Regions from separate parts of the Mus musculus genome. Here region 1 is linked to region 2. A link is a contact called in public HiChIP or PLAC-seq data. All regions are on one chromosome and are shown on one strand. Each heading gives the region's core, a stretch centred on a gene start, on an enhancer-like site or on the middle of the called end of the contact. The rest is flanking DNA. Distances are from core to core; before and after follow the strand shown. Region 1 holds the start of Tyro3 (TYRO3 protein tyrosine kinase 3). Region 2 holds the start of Dnajc17 (DnaJ heat shock protein family (Hsp40) member C17).

The links. HiChIP or PLAC-seq counts read pairs in DNA pulled down with a chosen protein or histone mark.
Region 1: a contact with region 2 is called in an H3K27ac HiChIP or PLAC-seq map of microglia, with 5 times the contacts expected there. The contact joins the promoter of Tyro3 here to the promoter of Dnajc17 in region 2. A contact is called at or near these places in 2 of 39 promoter capture datasets (both in liver) and 1 of 115 datasets of contacts at active chromatin or transcription factors (microglia).

What each region holds. Positions count from the first base shown.
Region 1 is chr2:119,797,390-119,803,168 of GRCm38.p6, forward strand. It overlaps Tyro3 (TYRO3 protein tyrosine kinase 3), which reads left to right and starts at 2,125. Exons shown (of 19, transcript NM_019392.2): 1 at 2,125-2,494; 2 at 4,159-4,342; 3 at 4,890-4,990. The coding sequence starts at 2,401.
Region 2 is chr2:119,205,523-119,211,380 of GRCm38.p6, forward strand. It overlaps Dnajc17 (DnaJ heat shock protein family (Hsp40) member C17), which reads right to left and starts at 3,273. Exons shown (of 11, transcript NM_139139.2): 1 at 3,166-3,273. The coding sequence starts at 3,243. It overlaps Zfyve19 (zinc finger, FYVE domain containing 19), which reads left to right and starts at 3,198. Exons shown (of 11, transcript NM_028054.3): 1 at 3,198-3,661; 2 at 4,960-5,081; 3 at 5,259-5,309; 4 at 5,659-5,777. The coding sequence starts at 3,608.

The DNA.
Region 1 (5,779 bases), core at 875-3,374, 590 kb after region 2:
CACAGACATACACACAAGAACACACTTTCTTCCCATCCACCCACAGAGCGTCAGTCACATTTAGAATTTGCACAAATGCACACCCTCCCTCATACATCACAATGCACACCCTCTCACCCACCTACACATCTCTTCCACAAAAATCACACCTGCTCACATACCCTAGAAGCACATTCCTATGCTATGCCGAGAGAGGAGAGAGGAGAGAGGAGAGAGAGAGAGAGAGAGAGAGAGAGAGAGAGAGAGAGAGAGAGAGAGAGGCGCTGAGTGGGTTTAAGAACTAAGAAACGAACCACTCCTGTATAGCAGATAAAAAGGCAAGGCAGATCAGCACCCCACAGGTTTCTGCCTGCCACTTTGGCCCTGTAAGTAGAAATACTGAGAGCCAGGGCGGATACTGAAATGAAATTAGGAAGATAACATGGAACCAGGATGTCCTTCGGGGAAAGTGAGGTGGGATTTCCCTTCAGGGAAAGCAGACATATTTTCTAGCAGGATGGTGATGTGTCTCAGGCTTAGTTAGAATGCGGAAAGCCACCTCCATGACTTGCCTAAGGAGCCAGTTTAACTGATAACAAAGTATAAACCCTTGGGCTAGAATTCCATATCAGCTCAGGAGTGAAGAACAGGAAGTAGAAGCTGTGTTTGGTCTCTAGATTGAACATCTTCCGGGAATACTCTGTGCCAGGTTAATTGAAATAAAGAGAAGGGTCCCCTTTACTGGAGACAGCGTAGAACAGTTCTGGCTTCCGTTCCAGACTGTCTGACACTCAAAATTCCAAAGCTCTGGAAAAGAGCAAGCTTGTGTGCTTTTCTTTTCTTTTTTCCCCCTTCAGGAAAGCGTCCTGGAGCCATCCTAGAGTTCCCAAGAAAATTGGCAGAGCGCTCAGCAGGAAGTCAGGCCCCTCCGATCCAACTGTTGACCAGACTTGCCAAGAGTCTTCCTATCCTGCCGCCTGGGGGCGCCCCCAGCTGGGTCTGCGGCTGCCGCCAGCACTGCTGTTATCATTAAGATAATTAATAAACAAGCACTGGTGGGCCAAGTGGAGGAAGAGGGAGGCTCCTGCTGCTCAGGAGAATCCCTGGAAAGATCCAGTGAGTATGGGACGTCTCACTGGCTAGTTCTTTCTCCCCATCCAGGACCCCTGGAAAGCGCCTGTTGTGGGTTGTCCTCCAGGGGCCAAGAAGAGGTGAGGACAAGAGGAGGACTTGGCAGGTGCGATTTGGAACCAGCTCTGCATCTTCCTGACAGGATGTCTGTGGGCAGGCCACCTCCAGTGATTACTGGTTGTGGAGCAGGCAATTATTCATTCTTTTAACAAGGATCTGCCTATTTATTTATGGAGTGCCTACTGTGCGCAAGGTGGTCTACTAATAATAGCAGATGTTTCACTAGCTAGTATGAAGACAATGCCAATGTTCACACTATGTCCCAGAAGTGGAGGGGTGGAAAGAGGAAGCAAGAAAGAAGAATGATACCCTCGAAAATCACGGTGATTTTGCTTTGGCCTTCGTAGGCTAGCAGTGGGGATGGACACCTAAGAATTACGAAACAGATCTTGGAAAACTCTAGATGGACGACAAACTGGAAAACACTCTGGGAAGATGGGCTGGGGAGAATGGTCTTTCGATAGGAGAATACTTGGCGATTAAAGGTAGGCTACAAAGATCGAAAAAGAAAAAAAAAACTGGGTGAAAAGCTCAAGCAAAGAGGTACAGGGATGCTAGTAGTTTCTCGGGGAGCTGTTCCAGCCGTCTTGGGGACACCTGAGGGTTGCTGTGTCTAGTAGGTGCTTTGTGTTCTGAGAGGGCTGTGTCGGAGTCTGAGGTCAGGATTTAGAACAGTGTTGGGGTGTGGCAGGAGCTTCCAAGAGGGGTTCTGAGGAGAGGATGGGGTGCCCCGCTGGAGACTGGAAAGTATTTGGGGAAGGAGGGGCGTGGCCGGGTGCCTGTCCAGGGAGCGAGGCAGGTCCTCCGCAGCGGCAGCGGAGTGGCCAGGGCGCGGGTCCCGCTGCGCCTTCTGGAGGTGGGCGGGAGGTCGGGCGGTAAGGGCTGAGGTTAGCGCTCGGCTCTCGCCACCGGGGCTGCGCGGGGGAGGGGGAGGGCGGCACGAGCTCCGCGGAGGGCGGGCGGGCGGGCCGGGAGGAGGCGGCGGCTCGCAGAAGAACATGAATCAGCGGCGGCGGCGGCGGCGGCTGTGGAAGGAGCGCGGTGGCCCAGCCGCAGCCCCGGGGACTCCTCGCTGCTGACGGCGGTGGCCGCGGCTCTAGGCGGCCGCGGGTCCGGGACGCCCGGGCCGAGCGCCGCCCCCCGCCCCTCCCGCGGGCCTCCCGCCCCTCCTCCGCCACCCTCCTCTCTGCGCTCGCGGGCCGGGCCCGGCATGGTGCGGCGTCGCCGCCGATGGCGCTGAGGCGGAGCATGGGGTGGCCGGGGCTCCGGCCGCTGCTGCTGGCGGGACTGGCTTCTCTGCTGCTCCCCGGGTCTGCGGCCGCAGGTAGGGGTGGCCCGGGAGGCGGCGGGAAGCGGGGGGCTGCTGAGCCGCACGACTGAGGGGCGCAGCCCGGGGACGGCAGCGGGCGAGACCCGGGCCTGGGCCGGCCAGAGGTTGGGGTCGGTGGCCGGGGCTGGAAGGCCGAGACTAGGACGCAGCGGGTGTTGGCTGCCAGACCTCCGGCCGCGGCCCCCGCCCCCAACTTTCTCGCGCCCGGGGCTGGCTGGGTGCAAAGGAAGGGAGTGGGGGGTGTGGGCAGTCGGGGGTGCTTAGGACTGTATTTTCCCGCCTCTATGTTCCTAGTAGTCTGCTCCCTTTTCCCCAGTCCTAAGGACCCATTCTGCCTTCCGCACACCCCCGAGGTCCCACTTTGAAACTACAGGATCTGGGTTTGAGCACCCAGGGTTGTGAAGGTGCTGGATTCTAAAATACCTCTGCCCGTACTCTAGTTCCTGTGGCCCTTGGCGCTCCCGGAAACCCGAATGTTGAGTAGCTTGGGTTGGGTGAAGGTTACTGCTTCTTGTGAAGATTAGCTTTACGTTGCCACACAGCCACAGAGGCATTTCCCCGAGGCAGGAGGGCAGCACCTTTGCCTTCAAGTTCACACGCACACATCAGGGTGCAGAGGGGTGTGAAGCTATGTCTCCTTGTCCTGTGAGGGTGAGTGGGAAGGGTAGAGAGACAGGCGCCCCCCCCCTCCCCCGGCAGCAGCCATCCAACAAGCATTTCTTAAAAACTGAGTTCTTTGCCACATTAGCCTTGAAAGGAAAGGAAGCTAAAGAGTGGAAAGTATATGCAGGCTCCGAGGTGCGTATCAGATGCTCAGAGAGCCCAGGAATTTACCTAGGGTTACACAGTAAGGAGCAGAAAGAACAGGTCTGGATTTCCTTTATGCAGATTCTTCACCTGCCCATCTGTTTAATACATGCCAGGAGGGTGTGTGTGTGTGGGCGTGTGTTTGTGTGTGTCTACCCTTGCCTGAAGAGGGTAAGATTTTAATAAGTGGGCCCTGTTGATGCCACAGTAGCTCCGGGGTCTTGGGGCTTCTGCTTAGGGCCCCACCCCTCCCTTCTGCCTCCCGTCTTCCTAGCACCCGCCCCAGCACACATTCAGGTATTAATAGAGCAGGCGGCTGCCAGGAAGGCTGCCATGTGTTTGATCTGACGTGGTTTTGTAGCCATATGTTCTCCACTTCAGGGGAGCATTCCCTCCTTCCCTCTTCTCAACCTCCCTTCGTTTTACAGGGTGGAGTCAGGGATACTAGCAGCAGTTCGTGGGCTTGACTGACACCCTGGGCAGAGAGCTGGCAGCCTGTTGCACTGGTTGGGTAGAGCAGTCATGCCCAGGACAGTGCCTGCTCAGGGAGGTTCAGCTAGGTTTGCCTTCTGGTGATTGGGCAATAGGGAGGGAGCTATGGGGAAGAAGTCTTTGGTGCTAAGGGAACTGAGTGATACCAGAAAACTAGAAGTCTTGTCATACCCAGTCTCACAGCCTGGGTTCAGGCTACCATCCTTCCAACAGAATCCTGCCTCTTGCTTCCTTGGTGCTGTCTGAGAGTGAATCTTCTAGCATAGACAACTGTTTTTCAGAAGAGAATGAAGGGGGGATGTTCCCAGAAATGAGGGCTATTTCAGTCGTACTGACACATCCCCTTTCCCATCCTGCAGGCCTGAAGCTCATGGGCGCCCCAGTGAAGATGACCGTGTCTCAGGGGCAGCCAGTGAAGCTCAACTGCAGCGTGGAGGGGATGGAGGACCCTGACATCCACTGGATGAAGGATGGCACCGTGGTCCAGAATGCAAGCCAGGTGTCCATCTCCATCAGCGAGCACAGCTGGATTGGCTTACTCAGGTGCAGGAGTGCGGGGAGGGAGCGGGAGGACTGGCCTGTGCCTGAGGCTTTGCTCATGTCTAGAGGTCTGTGGTCTTAAAATTTGGCAAACTGTGGAACCCTCTAGAAAATGACCATGTTAAACCCATTAAGTCTGCTCAGTGGAGTTGCCCCTCTTTTTTGTTTTTGTTTTTTCAGACAGGGTTTCACTATGTAGCATTGGTTGGCTTCTAGCTCACCCTTTCTTTGTGTAGATAAGTCTAGTCTCAAACTCACAGTCCATTTGTCTCAGCCTCAAGGGTGCTGGGATTAAAGGATCCGGCCCTCTTTTGTTTTTGTTTTGTTTGTTTGTTTGTTTGTTTGCTTTGGTTTTGGTTTTTCGAGACAGGGTTTCTCTGTATAGCCCTGGCTGTCCTGGAACTCACTCTGTAGACCAGGCTGTCCTCGAACTCAGAAATCCACCTGCCTCTGCCTCCCAAGTGCTGGAATTAAAGGCGTGCGCCACCACGCCTGGCTAGGATCTGGCTCTCTTGACTCTGAAAAGTAAGCTGCTATCCTGTTTTCACAGCCTAAAGTCAGTGGAACGGTCTGATGCTGGCCTGTACTGGTGCCAGGTGAAGGATGGGGAGGAAACCAAGATTTCTCAGTCAGTATGGCTCACTGTCGAAGGTGAGGAGGCAGTACTAGCTATATGGGCCATTGGGCTTGGAGCTAAGACCTATAACTCTGCAGAAGAGAACTTAATGTAAGCTGGACTGCCCTACTGCCTTCTGTGGCCTAGGCCAGTGGCTCTCAACCTTCTTAATGCTGCAACCCTTCAATACAGTTCGTGTTGTGGTGACCCCCAACCATAAAATTATTTTTGCTGCTACTTCATAACTGTAAGTTTGCTATCATTATGAGCTGTAATACAAATATTTTTGGAGATAGAAGTTTGCCAAAGGGGTTGAGAACCACGTCGACAGGCACATCCAGACCTCAGGGACCCTACCTGCTGGAGTCCGGATGTTTAAGAACCACGGAGGCCACTAGGACCCACAGTTTTTGACGTCCTGTCTGTTTCAGCCTTCTGTCAAGGGTTCAAATTGTCAAGCAGTCATCAGAAGCTGGACCTTGTTCTGCCAAGTGGCCCAACCAAAGTGGGGAGGGTGTGGGGGAGGGGAAGGAGGCTCTGCAGCTGCAGGAGCTCAGAGCTGTGCAGCCCTGGAAAACAAAGTGACTAAGAAAGTAACAAAGGGCCCTGAACAGGAGCTGGGGCCTGCCAGCAGAACTCTGCTAAAGCTCCACCCACTCCCCCTCCCAGGGTGTTCCTCCCCCTACATCCCCACCCCAGCCTCTCCCATACTCTGAGTAGAGCTGTCAGAGCTGGTCTGGGAAGGGACTGTGGGGGCTGGCAGCAAAGTCTGCCTTGCCTACGGGGGCAGCAGATGCAGCTGACCCAATCATAAGGGTCCTGTG
Region 2 (5,858 bases), core at 2,023-4,522:
CACACACACACACACACACATACACACACACACACTTTAAAATAATATAATAGGGACTAGACAGATGGCTTAGCAGTTAAGAAACCTTGCTGCTCTTGTAGAGGACCTGGATTCAATTCCCAGGACCCACATAGTGGTTCAAAACTATCTGTAACTCTAGTTCCAGGGAATCCACTCCTCTGGGCAATGAGGGCACCTGCATTCATGTGTACATACGCAGTCACACGTGCCTAATTAAAAACAATAAAACTAAAGCGAAAATAAAAATTTAAAATATAAAATAATTTGTTTGTTTTTAAGATTTATTTGTTTAATTTATGTGAGTACACTGTTGCTGTCTTCAGACACACCAGAAGAGGGCATCAGATCCCATTACAGATGGTTGTGAGCCACCATGTGGTTGCTGAGAATTGAATTCAGGACCTTTGGAAGAGCAGTCAGGGCTCTTAACCCCTGAGCCATCTCACCAGCCCCCAGATCTGCTTCTCAAGAGGTAGAAGCACAGAAAGTATTGAGGAATTAGGCAAATAACAATAGAACTAACCAGCGCGGCGGCATGGTGGCACATGCCTTTAATCCCAGCACTGGGGAGGCAAGTGGATTTCTGAGTCCGAGGCCAGCCTGATCTACAGAGTGAGTTCCAGGGCAGCCAGGGCTATACAGAGAAACCCTGTCTCAAAAACAACAACAACAACAACAACAACAACAACAAAGACTATAACAATAGAACTAACTGCAGACTGGTGTAAAGTGCTGTAAAGGAGGGAGTCAGCTGCTATGAAAGAGAGTGACAGGCAAAAAGACTAGGTTGGAGCTCAATAGGACATCTGCCTAGCAAAGTCCTAAGTTCATATCCCGCATAGGGGTTGAGGAGTAACAGACAAAACTTCACTGAGGGGGCCAACTAAACTGAGTTGGGTTCTTTTTAAAATATATGTCTAGGGCTGGTGAGATGGCTCAGTGGGTAAGAGCACCCGACTGCTCTTCCGAAGGTCCAGAGTTCAAATCCCAGCAACCACATGGTGGCTCACAACCATCCGTAATGAGATCTGACTCCCTCTTCTGGAGTGTCTGAAGACAGCTACAGTGTACTTACATATAATCAATAAATAAATCTTAAAAAAAAAAAAATAAAATAAAATAAAATAAAATATATGTCTAAGTGTATGTGGGAGTATGTATGCACATGAGTGCAGATGTCTGCAGAGGCTATTGACTACAGATGCCCCAAACTCATATCCTCTGGAAGAGTATGCTAAGTATTGTGAGCCTTTTTAACTGCAAAGACATCTCTCCAACCACCCCATCCCCCTCGTTGTTTATATATATATATATATATATATTTTTTTTTTTTTCCCGGAGCTGAGGACCGAACCCAGGGCCTTGGGCTTGCTAGGCAAGCGCTCTACCACTGAACTAAATCCCCAACCCCGTTTATATTTTTTAAGTAGGGTCTCTGTGCTGTTTTTTTGTCTGAGACACACACACACACAATAATAGAAAGAGGAGGAGGTGGTGGAGGAAGAAGAGGAGGAGAAGGAGGAAGAAGCAGCAGGTGGTGGTGGTGAGGATTATGATTTGGGGTTGGAGAGCTGGCCCAGTCTGTAATGTGCCTGTTCTGTAAGCAGAGGATTTGAATTTGGATCCTAAGCATTCAGGTAAAAAGCCTGGATCCCAAAAGCAGGGCACGGGGCATCCTAACATTTGGGAGGCAGATTTATCGCTGTGAGTTCGGAAAAACTAGCCTGATCTACATAGAAAGTTCCAAGACAGCCAGGGCTACATCAACTTTTCTTCGAGAGAGAGAGAGAGAGAGAGAGAGAGAGAGAGAGAGAGAGAGAGAGAGAGAGAGAGAGAGAGAGAGAGAGAGCGAGAGAGAGAGCCGGGCATTGGTGGCGCACACCTTTAATCCCAGCACTTGGGAGGCAGAGGCAGGTGGATTTCTGAGTTCCAGGTCAGCCTGGTCTACAGAGTGAGTTCCAGGACAGCCAGGGCTGCAAAGAGAAAGCCTGTGCTTTACGAGTATTTATTTCTACATCCATTTTTGACTTCAGCCAAATCTTCAGGAAGCTTTCTGAGCAGGATGACCACAACTTTACTGAAGAATCCAATCACCCTGATTTTCTGCCCCAGAGCACTCTTTCTGACACTCAAGCATTGGACAAGCAGTCCAGAAGTATAAGAGCATTGATAAGATCTCTTGCTGGGCGGTGGTGGTGCATGCCTTTAATCCCAGTACTGGGGAGGCAGAGGCAGGCGGATTTCTGAGTTCGAGGCCAGCCTGGTCTATAAAGTGAGTTCCAGGACTGCCAGGGCTATACAGAGAAACCCTGTCTCGAAAAAATAAATAAATAAAAAGGATCTCTTCCCCCCCCCCACCTTAAACACGTTAAGACAGCTGACCTTAAACTCCACAAGAAACTGAAGTTGACCTTAAATTCCTGATTCTCCTCCCTCCAGCGCCCAAGTGCATTACAGGCTTGGATCACTATGCCCAGCCCGGTGGGCATTACTTTTTATCCAATGAACTCCCCTGCGTGTACTGTCACTATTGCCACCACAATCTAAGAGTAAATAACAGAAACCTTAAGTACAGCACTTGAGATAAGTGGACCCCCACACCACCTGCTTTAACCTTCTGATCCTCTTGTTTAACCCGCTAAGCAGCACGCACTGACAACATTGGAACATCTGATACTTAAAAAGAGGAAAAGAAAACTGAGGCCTCTAGGTTCTAGGCCTCAACGTCAAATCCAGAAAAAGAAGAGGGGCTGAGGGGAGGAGTTAGAGCCTAGAGACTTTTCTTCCTAGGATCCCCCTGAAGTTAAAACAGACTAAAACCAAACACCTCCAGACAGACAGGTAAAACGTTCAGCGTACAAACTGATGCTGCGCAGGCGCAAAAAAGCAGGCCTGGGCTCTCAGGTTCAACCGGCCTCCAAACAGTGTGGCAGAAGGGACAGCACGGTCACACAGTTCAGAGTTCTCAATGCCTCCCTCCCTAACCCAGTCCTCAAGCCTTTCAGGAAGTGCCCGGAGGCCCCCTTTTTAGTCATTGGCCGTCCCTCGCTCCGGGTCCAGGATAGGGCGGAGCATAGAAAGCCGGAGCCAGGCGCGCGCCCTGACGCGAGGACCGAAGAACTGCTTTGCCTATCAAGTTCTCACCTCTTTGTCTGCCGCCTTCTCCTCAATGCCGAGCAGCGCGTACAGATCCATTTGTAAGAGCTCTTTGGTCACCGCCATGGTTCTAGTCCAAACTTGAATTGATACTACAACTCCCAGGAGTCTGAGCGTGTGCGTGGGCGCGGGGCTTACTCGCTCCGAGCCGGCCCAAAAGCGCGCTAAGCCTCCTGGGATGATGCCTTCCGATTCTCGTCTGACTGGCTGTGGAGGAGCGCGCTGCGGAGAATGAACTACGACTCCCAGCATGCCCCACTCCGCTGCCGCCCCGCCTTGGTGAGTGCAAAGTCAGAATTCTCCGCGCTGGGCCGCCCCTGGACAGCGCCGATGGGCGTGTGGGACTGGGCTGCACAACCTGAGGGTCTGAGAGGCCTACCCTGCGCTGGTGAGAGGCTAACCTACCAATTCTGCAGCGCCGAGAACTGCTATGGAGAGCAGGTGCTACGGCTGTGCTGTCAAGTTCACCCTCTTCAAGAAGGAGGCGAGTGTACTCCCAGAAAGCCGAAGGGCCAAGGGAGGACGCGGGGCGAAGGGAAGGGAGTTGCAGGCTAAAGACCGTTTGACGGCTTCTTTTCAGTTGTGTGGTTTTGATGAAGTAACCCGGTTAACCTCTCTGTAAAGTGGGTCGGATGCCCACCCGTTTCCGGGTTAAGATGATGGTCTGATGAGGTTCAGTGAGGTAAAAGCACTTCCTGCAAATCCCGATGACCTTAGTTCGAACCCCAGGACCCACATGGTGGAAGGAGAGAACTCCTGAAAGTTATTCTCTGATCTCCACACACATGCCATGATATGCATATGTCTGCACGCATACACTCACAAAGAAATAATGTAAATTAAGAAAATGTAAAGTAGCTTCGGTGAGGTGCTGTAGCTGAAAAGACCCTAGAAATTGTAAAGTTTCCAAAAGCTACACTTTTTTTTTAAATCTCCACCTACATTCTATCCACTCCCCTTCTCTCCATCTCTGTCTTTAAAGTCATCCCATGCATGCCGGTTGCTCTCTGTTCTGAAACCTGCCCCGTCCACAGCTTGCCCTTTTCTCCCCAGGGCACAATGAAAAAGCCTTCTTCTCAACCACATTCCCCTTGTGAGCTGCAAGGGAAGTAAATGGGACGAATTCATGGTGTATAGGATTGGAGCACTTACATATCAATTTTGGTGTCAGAGTTCAAATTTCAGCTGCCCTGTCTTATTCAAAGAATGATCTAATTGAACGGTCATGTAATTTCACTGGCCCCTGTTAAAATAGAGATAATACTGGTGGGCATCAGGATCAAATATGATGACGTATGTAAGTGATGATGGTTATAACAAATGATGAATTTTAAGGTGCAGGCTTAGTGCCTGGCACACACTAAGTACTTAATAATTGAAGCTATTGTTACAACCCTATCCTGAGGCGAACCTCCCACCATCTCTACCAGAACAGAGAAAGCACGGGATCTGCACCCAACTCTGATTCTTTTTGTTGACAAGCCAGGGACCTGACACACTGGGCCTTGTTTGTCTTTGCACTACACCCCCATGGTAAGAAATTGAAAATGGTAGAAAGCATGTGAATTTTGCCTGAAGTTTTATCTAATTTGAATAAGACTCCGGAAACAAGGAATTGCTGAACCCATCTCGGCCAGAACCCTAGGGATACCACTCTTCCTCCTTCCTTCAAAATCTGGTCACAACTTCACTTCCTTCTTTCTGTGAGTGCTTAGAGGGTCTCAGAGAAGAGCCATCGGGGCTGGGTGAGACATGCTTCCTCCTGCTTCCTGTTTCTTATAGTATGGCTGTAAGAATTGTGGCCGAGCCTTCTGTAACGGCTGTCTTAGCTTCAGCGCTCTGGTACCCCGGGCTGGCAACACACAACAGAAAGTCTGCAAGCAGTGCCACACAATCCTGACCAGGTGAGAGATGGGCTCTGACAAGGGTTCAGACAGACATGACAATAAGCATCTGGTCAGGCCTTGTGGCCTTGTGCGCCCTGGCCAGAGGTCTGCCTGGGAAGTATTTGGGGTAGAAATTACCAATGGGAAGGAGGGCAGGACTTCTGACACCATTGTCCTCTGATGTCCTTTCTCCAGAGGGTCTTCTGACAATGCTTCCAAGTGGTCACCACCTCAGAACTATAAGAAGTAAGTGCTGAGAAGAAGACAAGTGGGGCTGGGAAGAAACAAGGACACCACTACCACATCTCTCCTTCCAGTCTCCAGAGCAAATGGGTGCAGGGCAGAGAGAATGCCCACCTCCAGGCTCCTGGCTTCCCTCTTGGATCCTGAAAGCTGCTCATTAACCAGTTATCAGAAAAGGCATTTGGGAGCTCCTTCCCTGTCAGGCATACCCTCCTGCTGGTCATCTGGGTTAGGCTGTGGTACCACATGAATAGAGGCCACAGAAGATGGCCTGTAGAGGCCCAGATTGATTTGAATGGGTGCCATCAGTCTTCTCTTTAACCTTAAGGGTCTCTACCTCATATTCACCCAGGCGTGTGGCAGCCTTGGAAGCCAAGAAAAAGTCCAGCACTTCCCATAGCCAAAGCCTGACCCACAAAGACCAAGCCATCGCTGAGCGCCTAGCACGGCTTCGTCAGGAAAACAAGCCTAGTGAGTGGGAGTGGGCCAGGGGACCTTTAAAGGCACATACCAGAAGTGAGGTCTGAGCTTCCTCTGGCCCTTACAAATCTT